Regions from separate parts of the Mus musculus genome. Here region 1 is linked to region 2. The links are chromatin contacts, called in public Hi-C maps. All regions are on one chromosome and are shown on one strand. Each heading gives the region's core, a stretch centred on a gene start, on an enhancer-like site or on the middle of the called end of the contact. The rest is flanking DNA. Distances are from core to core; before and after follow the strand shown.

Region 1 (4,417 bases), core at 1,536-4,035, 240 kb before region 2:
AGCCCTGCAAACACTGGACAAACACAAACATAACCAACTTGAAATGAAATAGAGTCAACGAATTTTCCACAGATCAAACATTTAAAGAAAATTGTCTGTGTGTTCAGCTCTCCTTAAATGTATGAACTCGATGCTTTACTATACGTACAGAACTTTTTAATTACCTTTCCAAATGATGTCTTATACATTATGCATGGATGATTGTTTAAGGAGACAGATAGCCTTATTCAAATGTGTGTCTGTGTGTGGTGTGTCTGTGTGTGTGTGTTTGTGTAAAACTTTACCAGTTCTACAATGCAATCAAAAACGTGCATGAGACCTCCCAGTTCAAGAATGAATAAAGGGAACCTTCTGGGAACTCTCTGAGGTTCTAGAGTGCCAGGTACTGGGTTCTGGTTTACTGGAAATAATAACTACTCCTGGATGATTTTAATGTGGGTAGCTAATGGAAAAAAAATTGAAAGGTCTTTTATTTGTTACATACTCTTGACTTTTTATTTCATGCAGTTAGCTCTGCATGGGCTTACTATAAACATAGGTGCCATTGTTGGTTCAATAACTGACTTAGTTTTGGAATTTTTTTTTTTTTTTGATTACAGGTTTTGTTGTATCCTGCAGTAGAATCTGAACATGGTACTGAACATCCATCTTGCTTATCATTCTACCCATAGTGCTCAGCAAACTGATTATTCAACTCATGATATTTTTGTTGAAAGAAGTAAGTGTCTGAGTTCGAGGCCAGCCTGGTCTACAGAGTGAGTTCCAGGACAGTCAGGGCTACACAGAGAAACCCTGTCTCAAAAAACTAAAAAAAAAGAAAAAGAAAAAGAAAGAAAGAAAGAAAGAAAGAAAGGAAGGAAGGAAGGAAGGAAGGGAGAGAGAGAGAGAGAGAGAGAGAGAGAGAGAGAGAGAGAGAGAGAGAGAGAGAGAGAGAGAGAGAGAACTCAGGGGTTAGGAGTACTTATTGCTTTTGTAGAAGACCAGGGGTCAGTTCCCAGCATTGTCTCTCTTCTGTCTTCTGTAATCCCCTTCATGTGTTCACTGTATTAGAATACTGGGAATTATGATATGACTATCTTTGTATTCATTATTCTACATACCATGTAACTTTCAGTTAATTTTACAATTGGGGCATTTGTGATAGATTCCCAACCAATCTCACTACGAGTCACAGGCACTAGCCAAGTAAAGAACACATGAAGAAAAATAAAAGACATGAATCTTCATTTTCTGTTACAAAACACAACTTTCACCTAAATGCCTTCTCTAGAAAAATGTGTGGGAGTTTCATACTTACGCAGAACAGTAGAGTTCTGTAAGTTCAGGATGGAGTGTTTGAATGTTTATCTATCAGAGACTAGTTTTCTATCTCAGCCAGAACAGTAGTTCTGAACCTTAGCTGTACCCAGCGACAACCAGAAAAGCTTTACATCAATCTATAACCATAGTTTAAGCAGTTAAAACCTAGTAGTTAATAAGCACTTCTCAGTGTCTAGAACAGTTTTAAATCACTGTACTACAAAGGTAATGGTGAGAATCACTGTTCCATAAGCAAAGGCCTAGCTCACATATCTTTCCAGATTAGATGACATTTTTTCATATGTTTCTAAACTTTTTATTCAATTCAGAAGAATCACCAGAACAAATAACCCATAGTGATTTTAAAGCAGCCTCTATCATGTTTATTTTCTCAAATTCATCTACCTGACTAAGAGGCCTATTTCCTTTTGAGGCTCCATTCTAGATTTCATGTGTTCGCTTGTTTGTTGTATTTTCATATGTTAAATCAAATATAGCTACTTGCCTTAAACTTTTCACACTAGAAAGTTTCATAATTTTTTCTTGAACTATGCCAGTCGTTTCTTTAATTGCATCACCTGTAAAGAACTTTACAGAGAAATGAGAAGGGCGGTGGTGATTTTCCCTCTCATGGCATTCACTAAATTCATCTCTCTCTTTTTTTTTTCTGGTTTTAATGCCATGAGCACAGACACAGTGAACCCGTATGATCTTATTCTAACATCCATTCCAATACCCTTTTCAAAGTGTGGGGCCAAACCTGATTTCTAGGAGTCTTGCATAGTCAAGATTCTTGAATCCTTCTCAAGACTTACTGGACCCAGCATTCTGGGAGTGAGCTTGGAACTGTCTCTAATGGTTTCATTTAAACCCAGTTAAATCCCAATCTCTCTCTCTCTGTCTCAGTCTCAGTCTCTGAGTCTCTGTCTCAGTCTCTGTCTTGGTCTCATCACCCACCCTGCCCCTGCTGCCTCCAGCCTTGTAACTGTCAGGAACCCAGGAGCAGTCTCTGTTTTTGAATATTCACATCATTGAAATGTTAAATGAAAGAGCATTTTTGCTGTCTACTGGTTTTTATTGTTTTTAATATTAGTTAGTCAAGCCCTGCAGATAATTTTATGCATCAACTTAACTAAGCGTGGGTGTCCAGATTTGATATTATTTATTTATTTGGAAGTGTTTCCTCATAAAATCAGTGTTAGAATTGTGGTCTCAGTAAAATACACTAATATCCCCATTTTGGGGGGAATGTCATCTAACCTGTTGAACAAACATTGGGAGAGGGAGGCATTCACACATTCCTCCACATTCTTGGTTTATCTGCAACACTGCTTGAGCTGGAAACTGTATTTCATCATCTTCAAGCCTCAAGTTGGGATTTATTTCAACACATTTCCTGATTCTCAGGCCCAAAGTCTTGGCAAACTCTAATCCCATGAGATGTTCTGCTTTCCGATCCTGCACATAGCAGTCAGCATGGTTGCTCCATAACCCAGTGTGTCATCTGTGGTCAATCTCTGTTTCATTTGCTGGCTATTGTGTACTACATTTCTGTGTATATATGTAAATACAGACAGATACTCACATCCATTACACACTGACCTACTTGCAGATGTAGATTTATAGCTATGTATTCTACCAGTTCTGCTTTTCTAAAGTACCTTAATTTACACAAATCTTTGACTGTGCTCCTTCCACAGGGCAAGATTACACAGGGGAAGAGATTTGTATTGCATAGTATAGTGCCCAAATCTGAACAGGGTCAAATGCTCAGACAGATGAGTGAAATGACAGAATCCTGAGCACTGTAGACAGTAAACTGTAAGGCTTAGTTGTGTGAGAGGGGCTGCCAACAATATGATGCTCTGAGCTTGGCTGGGGGGTGGGGTGGGGGATAGTGAGCAGAATCCCAGAAGAACTGTTGTTACATCACAACAAACAAAATGAGAGCAAGCTGAAGGAAATCTCTAGGAATTGTGTAACTTTCTGCAAAGCTATGTTAAAGATTAGCTGAATTACTGAAAACAGTAAACCACCCAAAATACACAGCTAAAAATACATAGTTCAAATAGAGGCCTTCTAAAGAATAAAAATTAAAAAAAAAAAACAAATACAGTCTTAACAAAATAGCATGATTGTTATGGATTTTATGGTTTTTCAAATACTTTAATTATTAGGAAGATGTTTTAAACCATGCCAATGTGTTCTGTGGTCTGGGGTTAGAAATAAATACAGCCTGAAGCCAATTTTTCATGAAGCACATGCATGTTAAACAGAAAAATAGGACTGTGGAAATGGTGAAGGCTAATTACTGAAACTGATCAGTGATGGGTCTGGAAGCCTCAGAGTCACATCCTTGGTGGGCCATCTGCATCCTAGTGCATGGTTCCACAGTCAGGAGCATCCAGATAGCACAAATCGTAGTCAATGGGTACATGCAAAGCAAAGCAAAGCAAAGCAAAGCAAAGCAAAGCAAAGCAAAGCAAAGCAAAGCAAAGCAAAGCAAAGCAAAGCAAAGCAAAGCAAAGCAAAGCAAATGAATGAAGATAGAGAGATAGAAATAGGTCTGGAAGGATTTGGGAGAGGAGGTAAATATGACCAAGGTCTTCTGAATGAAGTTCTCAGAGGATTGGTAAAGACATTCTTGCAAAGAATGGAATAATATTCTTTTTCCACAAAAGAGAAGTGTTGAAATTTCAAAGAAAAATTAATGAGTTGTATTATTATTTTTTTATTAAGAAAGTGGTATTTATTTTAGCTATGTATGTTAACTATATATTAAGCTTTTTCATTACAAATATGAAATATCAATCTGTTTGGATGAAAATACAGCTTAAATAATAAACAGCAATAAGATCATTTTCTAAAACAATTGCACAATATTATTTGATAATTGTTGTAAGGTTACCTACTTCATTCAAAAAATAATGAATAATAAGATAAAATATTTTTACTTTGTATAACTAAATATCAGCATATTAAAATAGTAACGTTCCCATTTTGCTATTTTAATTGATTCACCTTATTTTCTTAGCTTCTTTCGCCCTTTTCCTGCTACCATTGTGATTATGAGCAGCCTCAATTGTGCTTGAGATTTTACATTCATTTTATTTATCAA
Region 2 (4,426 bases), core at 601-3,100:
TTTCAGAAAGCCAGCTCAGGTAATGCAGATCACTATATTTGTTACAGTAGAATTGTTTTGAACATACAGCACAGAGTTTTTAAATTGTAAATCATGAGATAATAATAATATTATAGATAATAATGAGAATTCCCAAATATTCTAAAACACCGAACTTTTTCTAAAGACTTTGCTGTGACATTAACTTGAGGTAATATGATTGTTTATCTTGTTAGTAGTTAATATTTACTCTTTGGTTATAAAGGTATAGTTTGTTTTATGTCACTTTTCACAAGATTCTCCTCTGGGTATCAGCTTTGTATTGAGAAATACAGTTAGCTCCAAAAATCTCTAGTAAGGGATTAGGAATGTAAATGAGAGAACCTGATTGTTTATTTGTGTGTGTGTGTGTGTGTGTGTGTGTGAGAGAGAGAGAGAGAGAGAGAGAGAGAGAGAGAGAGAGAGAGAGAGAAGGAGGGAGGGAAGGAGAGAGCAAGAGAGAATGAGAGAGAGAGAGAGAGAGAATTATGTAAACAGAAATAGATAGGATTGCCATTCTTCTTTTACAGTCAAGGAAACTGAGAAATAGTAAAAGATCAGCAGTATATGATCATGACTCAGGAAACTGAAAGATATCAACCACTTAACATCAGATTGGTGCCAACAGAAAGGGGAACTTTTTGTAGGATAAAGACCAATTACATTTTTAGCCATATAAGTCATCTGAGGTCAGAGGAGGGAGGACAATAACTCAGACTCTGAGAGACTGGAGAAGATAGAGAAGATGGCATCACAAAGGGTGGGCAAGGGAAGTGATAGTGGTCCCCATGGTGTGTTTTCCAGCGATTAAACACTAAGATCTGGTTTAACTTTATTTATGTGACTTAAGACAACACACTTGAAAACAAAATTCAAAATCATTTAGGAGTAAATGTGTTATTTGGAAGTAAATTTTAAAATAATAAAAATTAAAATAGTATTTCCCGGTGATCACTCAGCACGGAATGAGAAAAGAGAAAATGTTCAGCATCAAGGTGAAGGTACTAGCAGAAGTTAGATTCCTAAAGCAATATGTAGACACTGAATGCTATGTCTGAATCTCCAGGATATGAGCTATGTATTTTATATTTAATGAAAGGACCTTTGCCTAGAACCTTGCTCAGTCAACATAAGTGTAAGAGTTGTATAAACACAATATAGCATGATGAATTTATTTTGAAACCAGATAGGTCTAGTTTAAATACTGAATCTGTCACTGACTAACTCTTACTGACTCTCTAAGTAGGATAAGAACTTGCTTGTCTGTCAAGCCACTGCAACTCAATGTAAGCCTCAATTTCCATTGTAGTAAAAGTGGGGTCCATGTGAGAATCACAGAAAATAGAATCAACAAGGTATATGGGACCATGTCTGGAAATTGGAACACTTAAAAATCTAGTCCCCAAACTCTCAACAAAGGATGGCTTCTTTTGTTATTGGATAATATACAATGGCCCACTCTTACATATATACAATATTTTAATTGTGAGTATTGCATATTCTCCATTTTTTTGTTTTCCCCTCACTTGTTCCAAAAATAACTTAAGAAGTCATTACTGCATTAGGTTATGCAATGACCTAAAGTCCATTTCTCCATGCTTATATCCTTCCATCTAATATTATCATATTTCTGTCAGACACATATATAATCTGTATACACAGAAGGTGAGCGTGCACCCTCTTCCTGTCCCAAGTTAATAGCATTGGGCAAGCTGCTAAAAAATACTTTGAAATCAAAACCAATAGTGAAGACCAGTGGCAGTAGGAACCATTAGAATCACCCAGAGAGACTGAGTTCAGTGTCTGGAGTGGCAGTGCATTCTGTTCTTAGTACATAAAAGCAAACCAGGCATAATGGGGAAGCTATTAATGCTGGCTTGTACAATAAGCCCATAGAAGAACAGGCAGTTCTTTTTTCTTTTCTCTTTTTTCTTTTTTTATTCACAGGAACTTTTTCCTGATCTTAACCTCAAATCACTGCTTTGACAAAACTTCTGGGATAGTCAGTCAGTCAGGACACCAACCAGCCCACCACCTAAGCAATCACACTCCATACATAATATGTAGAAAGGAACAGGGAAAGTGTTAAGCAGTTGCACATACTTTTTCTACCTCATTCCACCCAACAACCCTAAAATAACAATAATGGTAGCAATATCATATTTTCATAGTAACAGTTGTGTTTGTTGATAAAGGATTAGTCATGATGTCAACCGCAATAATGTCTTCGTATTTTTCCAACAAGTGAGGCTCAGAAATTCAAGTACCATTACTAATTTCATATCTCAAGATAGTGACAGAACTACCAGTACTACAGTGATTTTTTCCCCAAGAAATGAATTCTAAGCCCTTACTCATGAACAACTACCTACAATTTTAATAGAGAGCTACTATGTGTCCACGTTCATTCTTGTTCGCACATCCCTTTTCTGTTTTATTGATTAAATTTGGTTTTAGGCAGTGTTACATGCTCTGATTACTATCACTATCCATCTCTCAGCTCCCTCACACAGTAGTCATCCCTCCCTCCTGCCCGTGAGGAAGAGACTCACTGATGCTCAAAGTACTTCCAATACGTGAGCACTCAACCCTAAACATGACATTTCTACCACACCATCCAAGTCCCAGGGAATACTACAGAAGGACTGAGAGGAAAGAATGAAAGAGACAGGAGATAAAGAAGGTACAAAATGCTACCATCAGGACATGATGTACCATTGCAAACACAAGCCCACAGGAGCTGCATTTGCCTGTACTATGTCTGAACAAGACAAGGCCTGTCGACACCCAGTCATGGGTAGGGGACGAGCTCATATCGCCTTACCTTTTTTGCTGAGCAATTGGCAATTGATAGATTATGGAGGAGGGACAGTCATTCTCTTAGACTCTTTGACAAGCAGTAAGCCTCTGAGCTCTTCCAAGTGAATAATTCAAAACCCATGGCCATACAGATAGATGATTCTGCTTGAACATCAGTGGGTCATAAATTCAAAATCTTTTTCTAGATGATAGGCCATGGCTACTGTCTCACACATCAAAGTGTTATGCTATGTAAAATGTCTGGAGATGATCACATATATGGTCTTATTGGAACTTGAATGGCTTTGAGTTAGCAGTAATTTGTTACTAAAATACAATTCAATGAGTGAATGTATTTTCAATGCATTACAGTTAGAGTTATTGTAGATCATAAGAGTTCCAAGTACTAGGTTATAGATACTATTCTACTTCTCTGAGAATATACCATGAATGACCAAAGCATAAAAGGAAAGCATTAAATTGGGGGCTTCATTACAGTTTTAGAGGGTTAGTCCATGACTATCCTCGTAGGAAGCAGCCTGGCATGGTGTTGGAAGAAGTAGCTGATTTATACCCTGATCTGCAGAAAACAAGCAGATGAAACAACCAGGCTTGACATGTGTTTTTTTGAAACCTCAAAGCCCACCTCCAGTGGCACACCTCCTACAACCAAGCCATAAATACTCCAACAACCGTATCCCAAACTCCTAATCCTTCTCAAACAGTTCACCAACTGAGGATTACACATTTGATTATATGAACCTATATTGAGAAGTCTCATTCAAACTTTCACACATTGTGAAAATCAGTCTGTTAAGTTCAAGAAATCTTATTTGATGCTTCCAAGCAAAAACAAGCTAGTTGTTCTCTGGAGTTCACAATCATCTTTCTAAACCACTGTTCCAGACTCCTGCTTCCTCACTCTATAAAAACAAATACTATTCTGGCTGCTGATTTTCACTCTCTGTTTAAAACATCAATCAAGTCATCTTTAGAGTTACTCTTTTTTTTTTCTTTTTCTCAATTCCTTCTCTACACTTAAGGCCCTTTGTATATTTTTGTCATCAGAGGATGACTCCAATTACAATGTCATCACCCCTGTTTACCAGCTCCAGTCCGATTTGTATTAGTTCCATTTTGCATGTCCGGATACCAAGTGACAGTGGCTGTCTTGAATGCGTTTCATCCGGTTTACTTTACCCTCACAGGAAGTATGTGCCCTGGGATATGACAAGAAGAGTCTCTCTTCATAATCACTGTTATCTAATACTCCCATTTTAATTATTGAGAACTAAATCTGAAAAAAAAGTCTTATTGTTTCTTGCTGTGAGCTTCCTATTATTAGCAAGCTTTTATAGACCATATAAATGTGAATACAGCATTTTCCAATCATATCCCTTTCAATTAATTCTTCTAGGAAAATTTTGGAAATGTAATTCGAAGCAACAAAACAAAGCAAAAGAACACAGTCACAAAAATAAAATCTTTTCAATGAAACCCTTAATGCTTCTTTGTTTTTTTTTTTTTTCCCTAAAGAATTCCTCTAGTTCCTCGAATATCCAATTCTCCAGAAAATTCTGCCGTCAAGCCAAAGGTGGGGACATTTCTG

The links. Hi-C and Micro-C count contacts between places; a contact is called where the count stands out from the background.
Region 1: a Hi-C map of bone marrow-derived macrophages shows a contact between it and region 2, with 3 times the contacts expected there. The contact joins two enhancer-like sites. A contact is called at or near these places in 1 of 484 Hi-C or Micro-C datasets (bone marrow-derived macrophages) and 2 of 115 datasets of contacts at active chromatin or transcription factors (CD8 T cells and large pre-B cells).

The regions. Positions count from the first base shown.
Region 1 is chr15:9,863,314-9,867,730 of GRCm38.p6, reverse strand. No RefSeq gene overlaps it. Among named protein-coding and RNA genes, the nearest start is that of Spef2, 120 kb to the right of the region's middle. Within about 2 kb of position 2,785, at least 33 of the 459 cell types and tissues checked have an H3K27ac peak or open chromatin away from gene starts, as enhancers often do. A contact at or near this core is called in bone marrow-derived macrophages, where this site is marked.
Region 2 is chr15:9,626,080-9,630,505 of GRCm38.p6, reverse strand. Spef2 (sperm flagellar 2) reads left to right here. Exons shown (of 37, transcript NM_001305042.1): 25 at 1-19; 26 at 4,354-4,426. Among named protein-coding and RNA genes, the nearest start is that of Il7r, 98 kb to the right of the region's middle. Within about 2 kb of position 1,850, at least 3 of the 459 cell types and tissues checked have an H3K27ac peak or open chromatin away from gene starts, as enhancers often do. A contact at or near this core is called in bone marrow-derived macrophages, where this site is marked.